Regions from separate parts of the Mus musculus genome. Here regions 2, 3, 4 and 5 are each linked to region 1. A link is a contact called in public ChIA-PET, Hi-C and HiChIP or PLAC-seq data. All regions are on one chromosome and are shown on one strand. The core of a region is the stretch at or near the end of the contact, and the rest is flanking DNA. Distances in the headings are between cores, read along the strand shown.

What was found. Hi-C and Micro-C count contacts between places; a contact is called where the count stands out from the background. ChIA-PET counts read pairs in DNA pulled down with a chosen protein or histone mark. HiChIP or PLAC-seq counts read pairs in DNA pulled down with a chosen protein or histone mark.
Region 2: a contact with region 1 is called in a Hi-C map of bone marrow-derived macrophages, with 8 read pairs. The contact joins two enhancer-like sites. A contact is called at or near these places in 5 of 15 datasets of contacts at CTCF or cohesin (embryonic stem cells, large pre-B cells, liver and 2 more), 106 of 484 Hi-C or Micro-C datasets (the AtT-20 cell line, B cells, the BV-2 cell line and 60 more) and 13 of 115 datasets of contacts at active chromatin or transcription factors (the HPC-7 cell line, astrocytes, bone marrow-derived dendritic cells and 8 more).
Region 3: an RNA polymerase II ChIA-PET map of memory CD8 T cells shows a contact between it and region 1, with 12 read pairs. The contact joins two enhancer-like sites. A contact is called at or near these places in 2 of 115 datasets of contacts at active chromatin or transcription factors (acute myeloid leukemia and memory CD8 T cells).
Region 4: a FOXA1 HiChIP or PLAC-seq map of pancreatic cancer cells shows a contact between it and region 1. The contact joins two enhancer-like sites. A contact is called at or near these places in 3 of 115 datasets of contacts at active chromatin or transcription factors (T-cell acute lymphoblastic leukemia, embryonic stem cells and pancreatic cancer cells).
Region 5: an H3K27ac HiChIP or PLAC-seq map of acute myeloid leukemia shows a contact between it and region 1, with 6 times the contacts expected there. The contact joins two enhancer-like sites. A contact is called at or near these places in 8 of 115 datasets of contacts at active chromatin or transcription factors (DN3 thymocytes, acute myeloid leukemia, embryonic basal ganglia and 2 more) and 1 of 9 other capture datasets (embryonic stem cells).

Annotation. Positions count from the first base shown.
Region 1 is chr13:109,228,007-109,230,804 of GRCm38.p6, reverse strand. The region is part of intron 3 of Pde4d (phosphodiesterase 4D, cAMP specific); the gene reads right to left. Among named protein-coding and RNA genes, the nearest start is that of Mir582, 95 kb to the left of the region's middle. Within about 2 kb of position 1,369, at least 151 of the 459 cell types and tissues checked have an H3K27ac peak or open chromatin away from gene starts, as enhancers often do. A contact at or near this core is called in the HPC-7 cell line, Th1 cells, acute myeloid leukemia and 5 more, where this site is marked.
Region 2 is chr13:108,389,294-108,392,091 of GRCm38.p6, reverse strand. It overlaps Depdc1b (DEP domain containing 1B), which reads right to left. Exons shown (of 11, transcript NM_178683.4): 11 at 2,535-2,798. Among named protein-coding and RNA genes, the nearest start is that of Gm41056, 11 kb to the left of the region's middle. Within about 2 kb of position 1,326, at least 10 of the 459 cell types and tissues checked have an H3K27ac peak or open chromatin away from gene starts, as enhancers often do. A contact at or near this core is called in the HPC-7 cell line, Th1 cells, bone marrow-derived macrophages and 2 more, where this site is marked.
Region 3 is chr13:108,425,210-108,428,007 of GRCm38.p6, reverse strand. No RefSeq gene overlaps it. Among named protein-coding and RNA genes, the nearest start is that of Gm32450, 11 kb to the left of the region's middle. Within about 2 kb of position 1,462, at least 15 of the 459 cell types and tissues checked have an H3K27ac peak or open chromatin away from gene starts, as enhancers often do. A contact at or near this core is called in memory CD8 T cells, where this site is marked.
Region 4 is chr13:109,801,050-109,803,847 of GRCm38.p6, reverse strand. All of the region lies in intron 7 of Pde4d (phosphodiesterase 4D, cAMP specific), which reads right to left. Among named protein-coding and RNA genes, the nearest start is that of Mir1904, 100 kb to the left of the region's middle. Within about 2 kb of position 1,442, at least 11 of the 459 cell types and tissues checked have an H3K27ac peak or open chromatin away from gene starts, as enhancers often do. A contact at or near this core is called in pancreatic cancer cells, where this site is marked.
Region 5 is chr13:109,774,835-109,777,632 of GRCm38.p6, reverse strand. The region is part of intron 7 of Pde4d (phosphodiesterase 4D, cAMP specific); the gene reads right to left. Among named protein-coding and RNA genes, the nearest start is that of Mir1904, 130 kb to the left of the region's middle. Within about 2 kb of position 1,337, at least 125 of the 459 cell types and tissues checked have an H3K27ac peak or open chromatin away from gene starts, as enhancers often do. A contact at or near this core is called in acute myeloid leukemia, embryonic stem cells and regulatory T cells, where this site is marked.

The sequences.
Region 1 (2,798 bases), core at 120-2,619:
GCATTGAATCCACCATGGGATTCTCTGGTGTGGAAAAGACAGATCTAGACAGTGACCCTTCGCTAAGCAAAGCTGAACTAATCTTGCTTAAACCAACTGGAGCCTCCGGTGGTCAGGAGGCAGCTGTGTCTCTGGGCGGCGGAAGGGGGGTTGGGGTGGGGCAGGGCAGGGCAGGGCAGGGTGGGGCAGGAGGGGGTGTAGCAGCTCTCAATAGCTGTGGAGTGACCATGGGGCTTCTTCTCACAGTGAGGGTAATGGGGATCTTCGCCAACTGTTACTAGACGCCAGGAAATAAAATTTCCACAGCCCACAAACAATAAAAACCTCAACTAGTTTTAATGTGGTAGCAGCCAGAAACCAAGCTTCCTGTTGTTGTTCAAGGCCCCAAAGTTCACATTTACCCCCAGGTGAGTCCGTCCTGTCTCCACTGCTGCCCTCCTCCTTTTAGGCAGCGAAACAGATCAACAGGTAACTCTGGACTATGTGTCTATCTGGGAGAGTTATCAATTGCAGAGTTACTGAAAATGACTTTATGAGAGTCCGTATGCAAATACGTGTGTTCAGCCATAAGTGAACTTCAAGGAAGTACGGACAGATGATAAAACTGAACAGGAAGAATTCTCAGAATGTGTCAAAGGATTTGCTCTACCTCAGGGTAAAATCGAAAAGGGCATCTCATTCCTTTTTTTCTTTTTTTTCTTGGTTGTGTGAAGTAGGAGAACCTGAAATGCAGGTTTCGATATTAAAATTAGTTAAGGAAATTGGTGACTTCGGGAGACTCAACAGTGGAAAGGGAAAATGAAGAGGAAATAATTACAGTTGACGTTAATTGGATGACTCATGACAAATAGAGAGAGCCCTTGGAACACAGTGCGCAAACAGCCAGTGCGGGTTAACTGCCGCTCACTGGGTTTGGTTTTGCTAGGGGGAAAAAAAATCACAAGGCTTCAGCACAGAAGAGGAAAAACTTTTTTTTTTTTTCCGATTGTCCAGAGAGACCACACATGTATTTGGCAACGGTGCATCAATGTCCGGCAACTCTAGCTAAGATGGTGAATGATTGCAGAGCTCGGGGGAATTCTGGGATTTACTTGGGGTGACAGCAGATCCCGAAGCTCATCGTCCCTGTTCTTCGCCTGACATATTATCCTTGTACTCTTATCTTTTTGACCCTTGTAAGTACAGACCTCAACCCTCTTCAAAGAGTCATCACTTAAAGGTACAGTGGAGACAAATAAAATTGTTCAATAAATAGTATCCGAAAGTAAGGTCTACGAAGAAGAAAATTTAAGGATTCAAGACTGAAGACTCTTGAACCACACGGAGTCCTTGCCCTTTGCCTCACCCATCTGAGGAAAAGGGCGTCAGGAACACACAAAATGTTTCTGGTTAGAATCAAAGCTCCTATCATGGAGCAGAGGTGACAATACTAACTAAAGACTACCATCTAGTGGCCATTTCGAAGAACTACATGAATTAACAAAGAAGGCCAACAATTCATGAAAACCTGTATTAGTGTTCTCCACTTTGTATCAAGGGAAACAATCGCTTAGAGATACCTAAATATGTGGTAAGTGTTTTTTATTATTAGAATCTAGTTGAAAGCCCATACTAGGTCACAAGACGGCTCAGATGCAGGCCCACAGTGTTGTCTTCATCAATCTGTTTATAACACTAGTGTAGGAATCTACTTACAATACAATATTGTTGCAATCTAAAACACCCTGTATGGAAAGGACAGAAATACAATAAATATGAGTTGTATTGTTATATATGTATTCAGTAATGTAAATGGAGAATTATGACTCTCTCTATTCGGTTGTTGACTCCCCCCTGATTTTCCCTGGACTACCGATTCACAGACTCCCAGAAGCACCGACTCCAATAGCCCCAGAGTCTGAATGACTACCTGGATTCATGAACTCTGCCTGTTTGAGCTTCAACTATTAACTTAACCCTAAAGTGAAGTCTTAGGTTCTCCAGTTCTCCCCATTACCAGAGACAGCTGCTTCGTCTCCTGAAATGCCAGCCTCACCCATGAGACAGGATGGTGAAGGTTAGAGTGAGAAGATTTAGTCAGATTAGGTGCCTGGTCTCCAGGGTGCTTTCAATTCTGACAAAATAGATATTGTTGCCATCAGTGACCCCTTCATTGATCTCAGCTACGTGCTTCAGCATCCTACCCACAGCAAGTTCTATGACACAGTCAAAGCTGGGAACAGACAGCTTTAAAAAGGGGGGGACCTCTAATGACTTCTTTTGTGATTGGGTTACCTCACTAAGGATGATGGAGTATTACTCAGCTATTAAAAACAATGAATTTATGAAATTCTTGGACAAATGGATGTATCTGGAGGATATCATCCTGAATGAGGTAACCCAATCACAAAAGAAGTCATTAGATGGGTATCATCGGGAGCCATCTTGGATCCGGGACTCCGCCGAAAGTAGTCTGCACAGGTGAGAGTGTGCACTACAGAAGCTAACAGCTTCTGGGACAGGCAGGAGCCACAGAGCTTCTGAGGCAGTCCCCTTTTCGGCTCCAGACATCTGGCCACCTTCCCGGCCAGAGGACAGGTGTCTGCCTGGCCCGGGAGAACTTTGTCTCAGCATCGGCGGGAGCCATCTTGGATCCGGGACTCCACCAAAAGTAGTCTGCACAGGTGAGAGTGTGGACTACAGAAGCTAACAGCTTCTGTGACAGGCCAAAGCAACACAGTTTCTGGGAAAGGTCCTGTTTTGGGCCTTCATCTTTGGCCAGAAGGGAGGTCCGAATGCCAGATATCTGTGCACCTTCC
Region 2 (2,798 bases), core at 77-2,576, 840 kb after region 1:
CCTCTTATTTCCACTGGCTGTTGACTGAATGAAAAAGAGAAGAAAGGAAGGGAGGGAGGAAGGGAGGGAGGGAAGGAGGGAGGGAGGGAGGGAGGGAGGGAGGAAGGACGGAAGGACAAGACTGTTCATAGGTATGGCTGGGGAGAAGGTTTACTGTAGATAAAAGGGAGAGCATAGCCGGTGGCAGGGACATCTGGGAGAGTCCAGACTAAGCAGGACCCTGAGGCTAGGGTCATGTGAGCAAGGGCATATGAGGAGGGGGAAAGGAGAGAGCCAGACCAAGAGGCCAGGAGGGTAAAGGGTGGACCAAACAAAAGGCCCGTAGACAAAATGGCTGGGTTATATAGGGAAGGGCAGCCCAACCCCCCTCTGGAAAAGTTTAGAGTAGGGTGTGCCAACCATATCCTGTAACAGGTAGGAACTGAGGGATGTTGGAAGAGCTGGCCAGGTCTGCTTTGGTATGTTAACTAGGTTCCTCAGCCATTTGTCTGAGTTTGCGTCCTAAAACTGACAAGATGAAGCAGCTCTCCCATGCTGAGCCTCTCCTTATCCCACATTCAAGGAAAAGAGACAACATAAGCATTAGCTATCAAGCATGGCTGGAGAAAAGGCTTAACAGGGACAGGCGGGATGCTGCCAGACCTCTCAACCTGAGTTTTTCAATCCCCATGACCCACTGACTCCTGCAAGCTGCCCTCTAACTGACAGCCCTCCCGCACACACACCACACACACCACACACACCACACACACACACACACACAAATGTAATTGTTTTCAAAATTAAGAATCAGAAAACAGAGACTACTGAGAATAGCTCAAATACAAAAAAGAAAACCAAAAACTGATTATTTGCTAATCTGTAGGAAATGTAGAAAAGCAAACAAAGATGTCACACTAACTATTTAGAATTAATGAGAAAGTATAGCAAGGTCACAAACAGTCAGTAAGAAAACCCAGGTTTATAATCCATACAAACAGAAGCAAAAGAGCTTCCAGACACTTAGAATAAAAAATATATTGATACTAACATTTTTCAAAGTATTAAATACTTAGAAACAAATAATATGTAAATTTAAAAAAGTAAAGATTATCATCTACCAAAAATTAATGGTGGGTTCATGACTGGAAGGCTTGCTAACAGTGTCTTTGTTCACTTCTCTGTTACAGTGGTAAACACCATGACCCAAAACAACATGGGGAAGAAAGGGTTTCCTTACATGTCCTGGAAACACCATGAGAGGGACTGAGGGGACATCAGGGCAGGAACTGACACAGACCACAGAGGTATGCTGCTCACTGGCTTCCTCTCTGTGGCCTACTTAATTTGCTTTCTTAGACAGCCACCTGCTGGAGAGTGGAACGAACTACAGTGGGCTGGGCCCTCCCACATCAATCAGTCAATCAATCAATCAAGAAAATGCCCCAGAGACACACCCACAATACAATTTGGGGAGGCAAATCCTCAACTGAGGTTCCTGCTTTCTGGGTGAATAAAGATTATGTCAAGCTGTCAAAAACTAAGTGGCACAATTGTAAAATATAGCAGTAATCACCAAAGTGATTCAATACGCTCAAAGAGGTTCAATACACTCTAAATCATAGAATGTACGTGTATATAAATGAGAAGTAGTTAAAATTTTATAAAAATGTAAAGTCTAAGACTCCATAAACTGTACAGCTATATTAAAATCAGAGTGAAACTGTAATCAGAGAGACACCAGTATTCGCCTACACACCAAGGACTCAAACCCAACAAGGCCAGCTTTGGTGAAACCACTGAGTCAAAAAGCACACACCGATGGCGCACCTGCTAGCTGGCAGAACCACGTTGGACACTGCTGCTATGTAACATCACTGCTATACTTGACTTACAGTGTTTATACATACGAATGTCTCAAGAAGCAAGCATGAAACAGAAAGCAGTCACACAAACATCCACGCACACGCACACACACACACTCACTTCCAAATACAGCAGACAAAAGAGCTCTCCATCACAGAGCGGGACTGAGCACGACTATACTTGCTTCAACAAAATGTCCAGTCTAAGAATACTCAGTCTAAAAGTCACATTACATATCTGGAACAGGAATACTTATAAATTTTTAAATGGGCAAAATCTCTGTCAGCGATAGAAAGTACTCTGCCACAGGGGCAGATCTCCAATGCAAGAGCATACAAATCAACTCAGGGTAATTCATCTCAGAGATGTTTCAGATGTGCCACTATTTTAAAGAAGAAACAATGAAGTGAGAAGAGAGAAGAGGAGGAAGAATAGAATAGAGGAAGAAAGAAAAAGGGAGAGGCAGGGAAAAACACAGAGTCAGACAGGCAGACAGACAGACATGGGGGGACACATTTTCCTGAAGCCAATACAAAAGCCAAAAATAAACCTCACTTCCTTCATGATACACACACAGAGTGATGTGAAAACATTGGCAAAGCCATCTGAGGAGACTCCCTAACTTATCCAAATAAATAGCAAAGAAGAAAAACACAAGGCATAGTATATATATATATATATATATATATATATAAACAACTCAGTATTTATTTACATTCCATGTACTTTCAAAACAATGAAGAAGCTGAGAAAATATATTCATAAAGGACGTAATTCATCTCACTCAACCCCTTTATACTTTTCATAAAACAGACTGAATTCAGGTTTGCAGGTCTAAGGGAACCAAAGACTTCATCCAGCTCAACCTGCCGCCTTTAGCGGAGACCCGGATTGCGGGCCCGGGGGCAGATGCACACCATTCCACATCCAGCCACGCGCAGACCCAGCCCGGC
Region 3 (2,798 bases), core at 213-2,712, 800 kb after region 1:
AAATGTAATTTTCTAGTATTTCTTTCAAAGTATTATATTTACATTATTCTCAACCTTCCCTCATCCCCCTCCAACTCCTTCCATGTCCCCACTCTCTCTCTCAAAGTCATGACCACTTAATTATTGGTAGAAATATATACATATGTACAACACTCACACACACTGCTGAGTACATTTCGTGTTGCTCTTATGTACACGTGTTCAAGGCTGACCCCTTTAGATTGACTCATCTTTGGTGGGGGTGGGTCATGCCTGGAGAATACATCGGCCATTGGTTGCCTGTATCTTTTCCTTTAAAGGCTGCATTTTCTTTCTTTGTTCTGTTTTTCTTTCATGTCCTGTTAGAGAAAGTTTTTGTTCCTCATAAAAGCCTGCCTCTGTCTTCAAGTTTATTGTGATAGACCTTAGTGATCTTGATCCTTGCCCCTGACTTCATTGTTTCAACGTCCCGTTCTGAGCTCCCATTGTAACAGAAGCAACGAGTTTTGATGTTTTGAAGCTTCTGCTGGTTTCTTGGTATTGTGCGAATGGTTTGGGTTTTTTTTTTTTTTTTTTTTTTTTTGGACAGGGTAAATACTATAATCATTTCATGTGCAGGTTTGTGTCTGAGTTCCTGTTTTCGGTTTGTTTGGACATATAACAGGAAAATATAGTTAACTTCTTGAGGAATTTCCAAAGAATCTTGCAGCTCAAGCCTGGCATCCTTTCAAACGGCCACAGAAGATAAAGAATAGTGAGGGAGAGGGTGTCCGAGTGGGAGATGGGAGAATGGAATATCCTAGATGAACTCCTCAGTGGTTCTTAGCCCTGGCTTCCCACGCAACCAGCCCAGGTAACTCTGCAAGTGACAGTGAAATACGATGAGAGAATCTGGTTAAAACAGAACTTTAGAATGCACATTCCTCCACTAAGCATCTTCCCCCAAACCTCCCATGCAACACCCTTGCAGTCCCTGTGCTGGAAGCAGCACCCTTGCAGTCTCTGTGCCCAGCCCCATCTGCTATATATTACTTCCTCTGGCTTTGTGGAGACCAGGTGAGAAAGTGTCACTGTGAACCATTTGAATGACTCAATTAGCATGTTAAAAATATTTTTAATCAAAACAACAGTCATATTTCATCAGGAAATATCATTCTATTATGTCTCCAATAAAACACAATACCGAGGCAGCATTATCAAAGCTTCATAAGGTTAAAAAAAAAAATCACTTCAGTCGCTGTACACATAATGTACACAGAGGCGTGCTTCTTGTTTTAAAATAAGAAGTAAAGCTGACTGTCTGAAACTGTAGGACACAAAGTCCTTTAAATAAAAACTAAAGTCAAACTTTCTCATGGCTGCTGCTGCGCTTCTGTTGCAGCAGAAAAATAAACCCTGAAATAAAGAAAGAATACGTAAGTCTGAAGACGGCCACAGGCCACAGCAGTAAGGTGAGAACTTACACATTTACTAAGGCCCCATGACAGCTGAGCACGGAAATGGTCCCTTCCCAGACTACACTATTGCCCATGAAAGGAAGCTATGTGGGTTAGTTTGGGGTTTTTTGTCTTTGTTTTTTTGTTTCTTTGTTCTTACCTTTTTGATCCCTGGCTAAATGAAAAGGAAATACCAATAGGTATGATTATCAGATTCTGCTAGAGTTGCCTAGGCACTTGCTTGCGTTAGCTTATTTAGTCTTGCCATTCACTCTTTTGTTTGAAAGATCAAGAATCTGAAGTGGGTTAAGAGAATGGATCCATGATAAATAAAGCATTTGCCGAGTGTGCGCATTGTCCCCAGCACCACGACAAGATGACAAGAGAGGAGAGGAAATGAGAAAGGCAAGAAAGAATGGGAGCCCTGAAAACATTAGCTCTCACCTGTCAAAATTATTAAACCTCCATAAAACCCACAGGCTAAAAGTTAACAAAAGAGGAACAGAATATGTTTCAAGCTGATGCCTCAGGAGAACGCACAACAAGTTTGCTGCCGGCCCTAATGCTGTCCTGAGAGGACCATGTGTAGCCTGATAGACAAATTAGACAACACAAAACCTTAAATAAGAGTGAGGCATTTACCTTATAGTGCATAAAACTAGCCAATTAGTATGGAAGAAAAGAGAACACAGGAAATAAAGACACCGGAATAAATTTTGAACAGAGGCACAAGTGAAGCCTAACACTGGTTCTCCACAGTGGATGAATAATTTGCCTAAGTGACAGAGCTGAGACACACGTCCAAAATGAACTCCTTAAGCCAAGCTCTTGGGCCTTAGTCTAAACAGCTGCCCATATCCTGAAGGGTATGGTCTTAATAAGAGCAGCTCTGACCATTTATACAAGACAATCTAAAATGTAAGCAAAGCCTGCTTTAGACTTGGTGTTCAACAGTGAAGTCATCTTGTTATTGCAACGGCCTTAGAAATGTTTCTGAAACCTACATCTTTTCTACTTTAAAATCTCTCTCTCTCCCTCTCCCTCATCTGAAAAGAATTGCTTACAATTTCTGTGAAGATCAATATTATAGTTAACAAAAGCTGTTAGATTGCTATTTTGCACAAAGGGGGAAATTTTGTTAAACTTCATTGAGTAGGATCATAAAAAACTACTTTGAAAATAAAATCTTATAGTTACTAATGAGATTCTAGGTGACTTTTAACACTTCATAAACAAAAAATAATGTATCCTATTATTATATTTAACCAGTATTAATTCTGCTCTGCTTTCTCCTTTTTTTCCTGTTTTGTTGTTGTTGTTGTTTGTTTGAGGGGTTTTTTGTTTTTTTGTTTTTCTTTTTTTACATGCCTCTTTGAAGCCTAA
Region 4 (2,798 bases), core at 193-2,692, 570 kb before region 1:
GCAGGTTGGTATCAAACCCACTACGTAACCCAGGCAGGCCTCAAATTTATCATGACAGTTCTGCCTCTACTCCCCAGTTGTTGTATGTGATCACTATCATACTTGGAAGATATTATCAAGGATAACATATTGCTTTCCGCAAAGAATATTTACTGAATGATCACTTAGAAAATGAATCACTTAAATTTATATATATATATAACTGTAATGTAATATATATTACATTATATTATACATATTTACATATACATATATATGTAATATATATGTTCTCTTTCACAAAGAAGCAAAAAGATAAACAAAGGATAGTCATAGTGCACGGCTCTTTCTGTGCAAAGATGTGTGTGAATTCTTGGTGTGTGCCAGGCACTCCCCATCCACCAGAGTTGGTCCCTGGAATAATCCAGTTGTACCCCACGCCCCTTCACAGTCATCGAAGTGAGACTCAAGCAGGTCCAGTGGTTTTCCCCAGTGCTTTGGGTGACTAAGTTGGAGAAGGTATAGGATGATGCCTGGGTTTGCTGCCTCCAAGCTTTTACTCCCCTCCCCTAATCTTCCTTACCCCTCTCTGGAATTCTGTGTGCACACAGGAGGACATATCTGCTACTTCTTACTCCTGATGCTTAGATATTCAGAGAAAATTAACTTTGGAGGTTTATTTAGCAACCCGAAACTTTATACCTCTATATAATCCATATAAAAATTTAAAGACATCAAATTCCAGTGAGTGAATTAAAAATGTAATTTTACTTTTGCCTTCATTGGCTATGTAAATCCTTTTGGTGATACAAGGAATCCAAATGAATTAAGCACAAAAACCAAACAAAACAAAGCACAAACAAACAAGCAACAACAACAAAGAAACTATCCCATAGCTGCAAAGGGTGCCCTTGACTGCAACTCCTTGCCATTACAGATATCCTGTATCTCAGACTGTCAAGCTTCAGTTGAGAACAGATCGTTTTCACTGGCATAATTCTATGCCAGAAAATTAACGTAATGTCTACTAGACATAAGTACTCTTACAAATAGTTAACAGAAATATAATATATGGGTTTAAAAATAAATTTAAGAAGTTAATGACTCCAGTTCTTATTTTGGTTAAACTGGAATAAATAAACACAGCTGGAAGAAACTTCTTTGTTTTCCCCAACAAACATATTACAAAATATTACCTTAGTTATATTTAGACTAAACACAAAATATGTACTTTGTCTCTACATGCATAAAATATGTTTATACAATACTCAAGAAGTTAGTATCAACTGATTCTCTCTGGGACATGTTTTAATATTGGAAACTTGAAAGTCCATTATCTGTTTTAAAGTTTTCAATTACAGAAAAGCTTATAGGCAGGCATGGCTGGTAATTACTCCAGGCTTCCTAGGATGGAACATGGCTCTTCGAAGGGTGGGTGCTGAAGAGAGCCAATTCTTTAAGTATGTAAACAAGCCATTTCCTCAGAAGTGCACGAAGGCCTGACTCACTGTCTTGCCACACCAAATTACTTAGCCTGGTGCAAATCATCTAAAAGGTTTCCAAACTTTTATTTTCAGATTGGATTTGAAAATTCTCCTTGCCCTGATCCTGCGGAGAGGAGAGAGGTAGAGGTGCGAGACTGATCAGATAATTGGGTAAGACTTCCCACAGAGACACAGCAGATGACAAACTGCCCTGTGCTTGCTTTTCAGAGTTAAAAATTTACCTTAATAAATTAAACAGAAATACTGAAAAGTGTGTATTCAACCTAGATTTAGGCTCCCCTCAGACGTCTTTCAGATTTGTGACCTACATAACAAATGTTAAGGGCAAGTATATGCAACTTCTGCAGTACATATTCCTTAATGTGTGTGTGAATATATACAAATGTCTCTCTACTCCTCCTCCCCCATTTATGGTAGAAGACAAAATGTATTTGAAATATAAAAAATAAAATGAAAAGTTGAAAAGAAATACTTTACGAGGAGTTAGGAAGGTGCTCTATGGGAAAGGCTTCCAGCCTTAACAACACAGACATGGGGACCTGAGTCTTGATCTTCAACACCTGTGTGGAAGGCTGCTGTGGTGACTTGCTTCTGTAGCCTTGATATTGGTGTACTGATGTAACAGACTCACATAGATCTATGGAGTGTGCTGACCTGCCAGACTAGCTCAAACCCTGTGCTCTCATGTCAGTAAGAAACCCTGTCTCGAAAAAGTCAGATGAACCGCGATAAGAGAAGATACTAGAAGCTGAGCACTGGCCTCTCCATGTTCATTTACAGGGGAGAGCGCTGCCTGTCCATGTGCACACACATACACATATGATACACATAAAATCATATATATGTATGTATGTGCATATATATAAAGCAATAGTCACTGGAGTTTTCTATTTGAGTCAGAGGATACAAAACAAAATAAGCCAAAAATTCTTAAACAAATTTTATGTCTAAGGCATCAATTATCCCTAAGATGGATCTGGCTGAGACACATCAGTAAGGGACAGCATAAGGGACAGCGCCAGAGTACCTTGAGCTCTTTCCTGAGTGGCTGAATTGGCCAGCCTGGAAATTCAGTGTGACTGACAAGCTCACCTTGAATTTGATCCTGAAAATAAGTTTCACACTATTTAAACTTCTCTACCCTTCATCTTATCTGAAAATGGCATGTAGAGTTTCTTAGGGACCTGATTAGCCCCCCACAAGTCTAAGCTGGATATATAAATATATGCAGTGTAGAGAGGTGGGCTTTAATAATTGTATATCTTGTTTCTATTTATTTACTTATTTATTGTGTGTGTGAGAGACACACACGCA
Region 5 (2,798 bases), core at 88-2,587, 550 kb before region 1:
AGATGGCTCGCTCTGCTGTGATCCTTATGCACTTTGCAGTTCATTGTCTCCTCAGCACCCAAGACGCTCTTACACAGGGATCTCATTTCTTGAAGGAAGCCCCACCATATATTATTTTAAATACATGTGAATATATAATATAGTATATTTTAATAAATAATATATCCTACTCTTTTTATCACGTATATGCATGGGACACAGAGACTAAAAAAGATCTAAATAATTACTAGTATCATTACTATCACACAAAAAAACAAAAAAACCCTACAACTTGGCTCCTTTTCTTTAATAAGGTGAAAGTGCTTAAGCAAATGGCCCACATCCTAAGAGAAACCATTGTTCTCTTAAATACCTTGGGTTGGTTGTGCTAACAACTTGTCAAGTAGACCTTCAGTTTTGCTTTATCCTTCAGAACAATGACAGCTGAAGACCGAGTTTCTTCCCGCTGTGTTTTGACTAACTAGCATTTGGATACTTCACTTTTAATCCTCGGGCTTCCTGACTGACAGAATTCTATTCAGAGTAAACATTCTTTTCTTGATGGGATCAAGAGCATCCAGGTTAAAATAGTTCTAAGTGGAATGGCCAGTGTTTTTTCTGGACCAGAACTCTGTGTACATGGCTTTCTGCCTGTCACTTTTCCTGTCCCCTCTACAGGGACAGAGGGAGTGTGTTGTTTTGATATAAGACCTTAGAGACAAAAGCAAAAGCCATTGTTTTAGGCTGGCTATCCCCCTACCTCTAGAATCACTACTAGATGTTATTCAAATAGCTCTAAATATGAAGGCATTTCCAGTGAGATATTGGCCCAAGACATTTTTGTGATTTTTAAGTCCATAATAGTCTAAAGCTACCTGCTACTCAGAAATTAACATTCTTTCATATTCCCTGTGGTGTCTTGTAAGCATACATTTCTTTAAACTTACTATTCTATCTAGTGTTTGCTTGTTTATGGTTGGGGGTCAGGGTTTAAGGCTTGGGCTCAGAGCAAGGATGAGGAGTTATTCCCAGTTCAGCCACAAAGTAGTGTTTTCTCTCAGCAGCCTTGGTTTTTCTCACATTTCCAATAAAGACATCCAAATAGATTTCCTTTGAGGTTTGTTGCTGCATGAAAATTCTCAATTGAATATGATTACATAAAGAAGATGATAATAGTAAACTTAAGAAGCGTAGTGCAGGTGATATTGAGGATGACAAGGTTCTGAGAGGTGGCTGCACTGCAGTTAACTTTCTTAACCTTGGTTTAAAATGAAAGGAACGTTCAAAAGTACTTTCTGTCCCGTCATCATGACTTGGTCCCCACACTCTCAGAGCTTGGGCATTTTTGCCTCTCTGCTGCCCTCTACTGGCCCCACATCCTCTTTGCTTCTGCTACGAGTAACTGGCTCCGGACCTAGGTTATACGTGATACAGGAAGCATTGAAAATGTGTGGGTGTTACCGCCTGGAACAAAAGCATCCCGAGACGTTCGGAGTGAGAAATGACAGAAGGCCACCGCAATCCTCTGTAACCTCCACTCTCCCGTGCCAAAACAGGGGTTAGGAACAAATGGGAAGCGAGGGGACAGAACTGCCCAACGGAATACTTGGGGAGCCACTTATGACCTGATGACCGGCCTTTACCCTTTCTGTAACTTATCTGCTTGCATTCTTGCAACGGTTCTGAGTGGCAGGTACTCATATCTCTGTTCTCTAGTTAGAAATTAAAGCTGGAGAGAATTGGGGTTCACCCTTGCAGGTTTTATCTGAAAGTGTCCCCACTGGCTTTGCAACAAAACAAAACAAACAAATAGACAAAAACTCCTTTCCACCCCTCCCAGGACGTGATCGTAAGGATAGATGAGCCCCAAGCGATGTGTCATCTTTTCTGGGTATCTCAAATCTCAGACAGTCAAGTATCAAGTCTCAACACCAGGATCATCACTGTTCTTGTTGGTAGCTTTTAGGTTTTTCAAGCGTACTTGTTTTTCTAGATTACTGAGAAAAGAGGCCTTTTCCCTGCCCATGTTCCCACCTCGGTTTGCAAAGCTTGGGAAGTAAATGAGACTTTCGTCAGTGGTGTGTGTGTGTGTGTGTGTGTGTGTGTGTGTGTGTGTGTGTGTGTGTTGTCTACAGTGGTCTGTAACAACGCAGCTGCTCTAAGCAGTTAATGACAGCTAATTAGTTTGCCATTCTAGATAAGCCCCAGGTCACAAACTAGTAAGAGGTACAAATGAGGCCTTCTTCACCATAATTGCCTAATTCCAGCAGATAATGATTTCCTCTCAGTGTTATGTAAAAATTGCAGAGACAACCCAGGGACTGCTTCAGTTCTGTGACCTTGAGTGAATAGACTCTCCCTTGAGTTTGGTTTGGGCACCGGCAAAGTGCTGTGGGGGAGGGGAGGTACACTGACCACGGAGAAACCAAGATTGCTTGTTGGTCACGAATCATTCCACCAGTATCCTACATTGTTTTTTTTTTGGGGGGGGGGGAGATGGTCGCCCTACCTACAAGGTAGATACAAGTACCCTCAAGGCAAAAGCATCAGAGAAGAAAAGAACATTGCCTTCTACTCGCCCCCCCCCCACTATGATTTGCCTATTGTGCACGAAGGGGGTGGGGGAAGCTCCTCTCCAGAGGGCTGCACTGTGTGTCTGAGCAAGGGTCTCGGGTTCCATGGAGTTGCGCTCACTAAGAACTCCATGCATGTGCTCACAAAATATGCCCTCAGCACCCCCAGGAAGTAGCACAGAAAAGAGGGACCCATTCCACCCGTCCATCTTTGTTTCGCCCTTTATACTGAATCTGAGTTTCTAA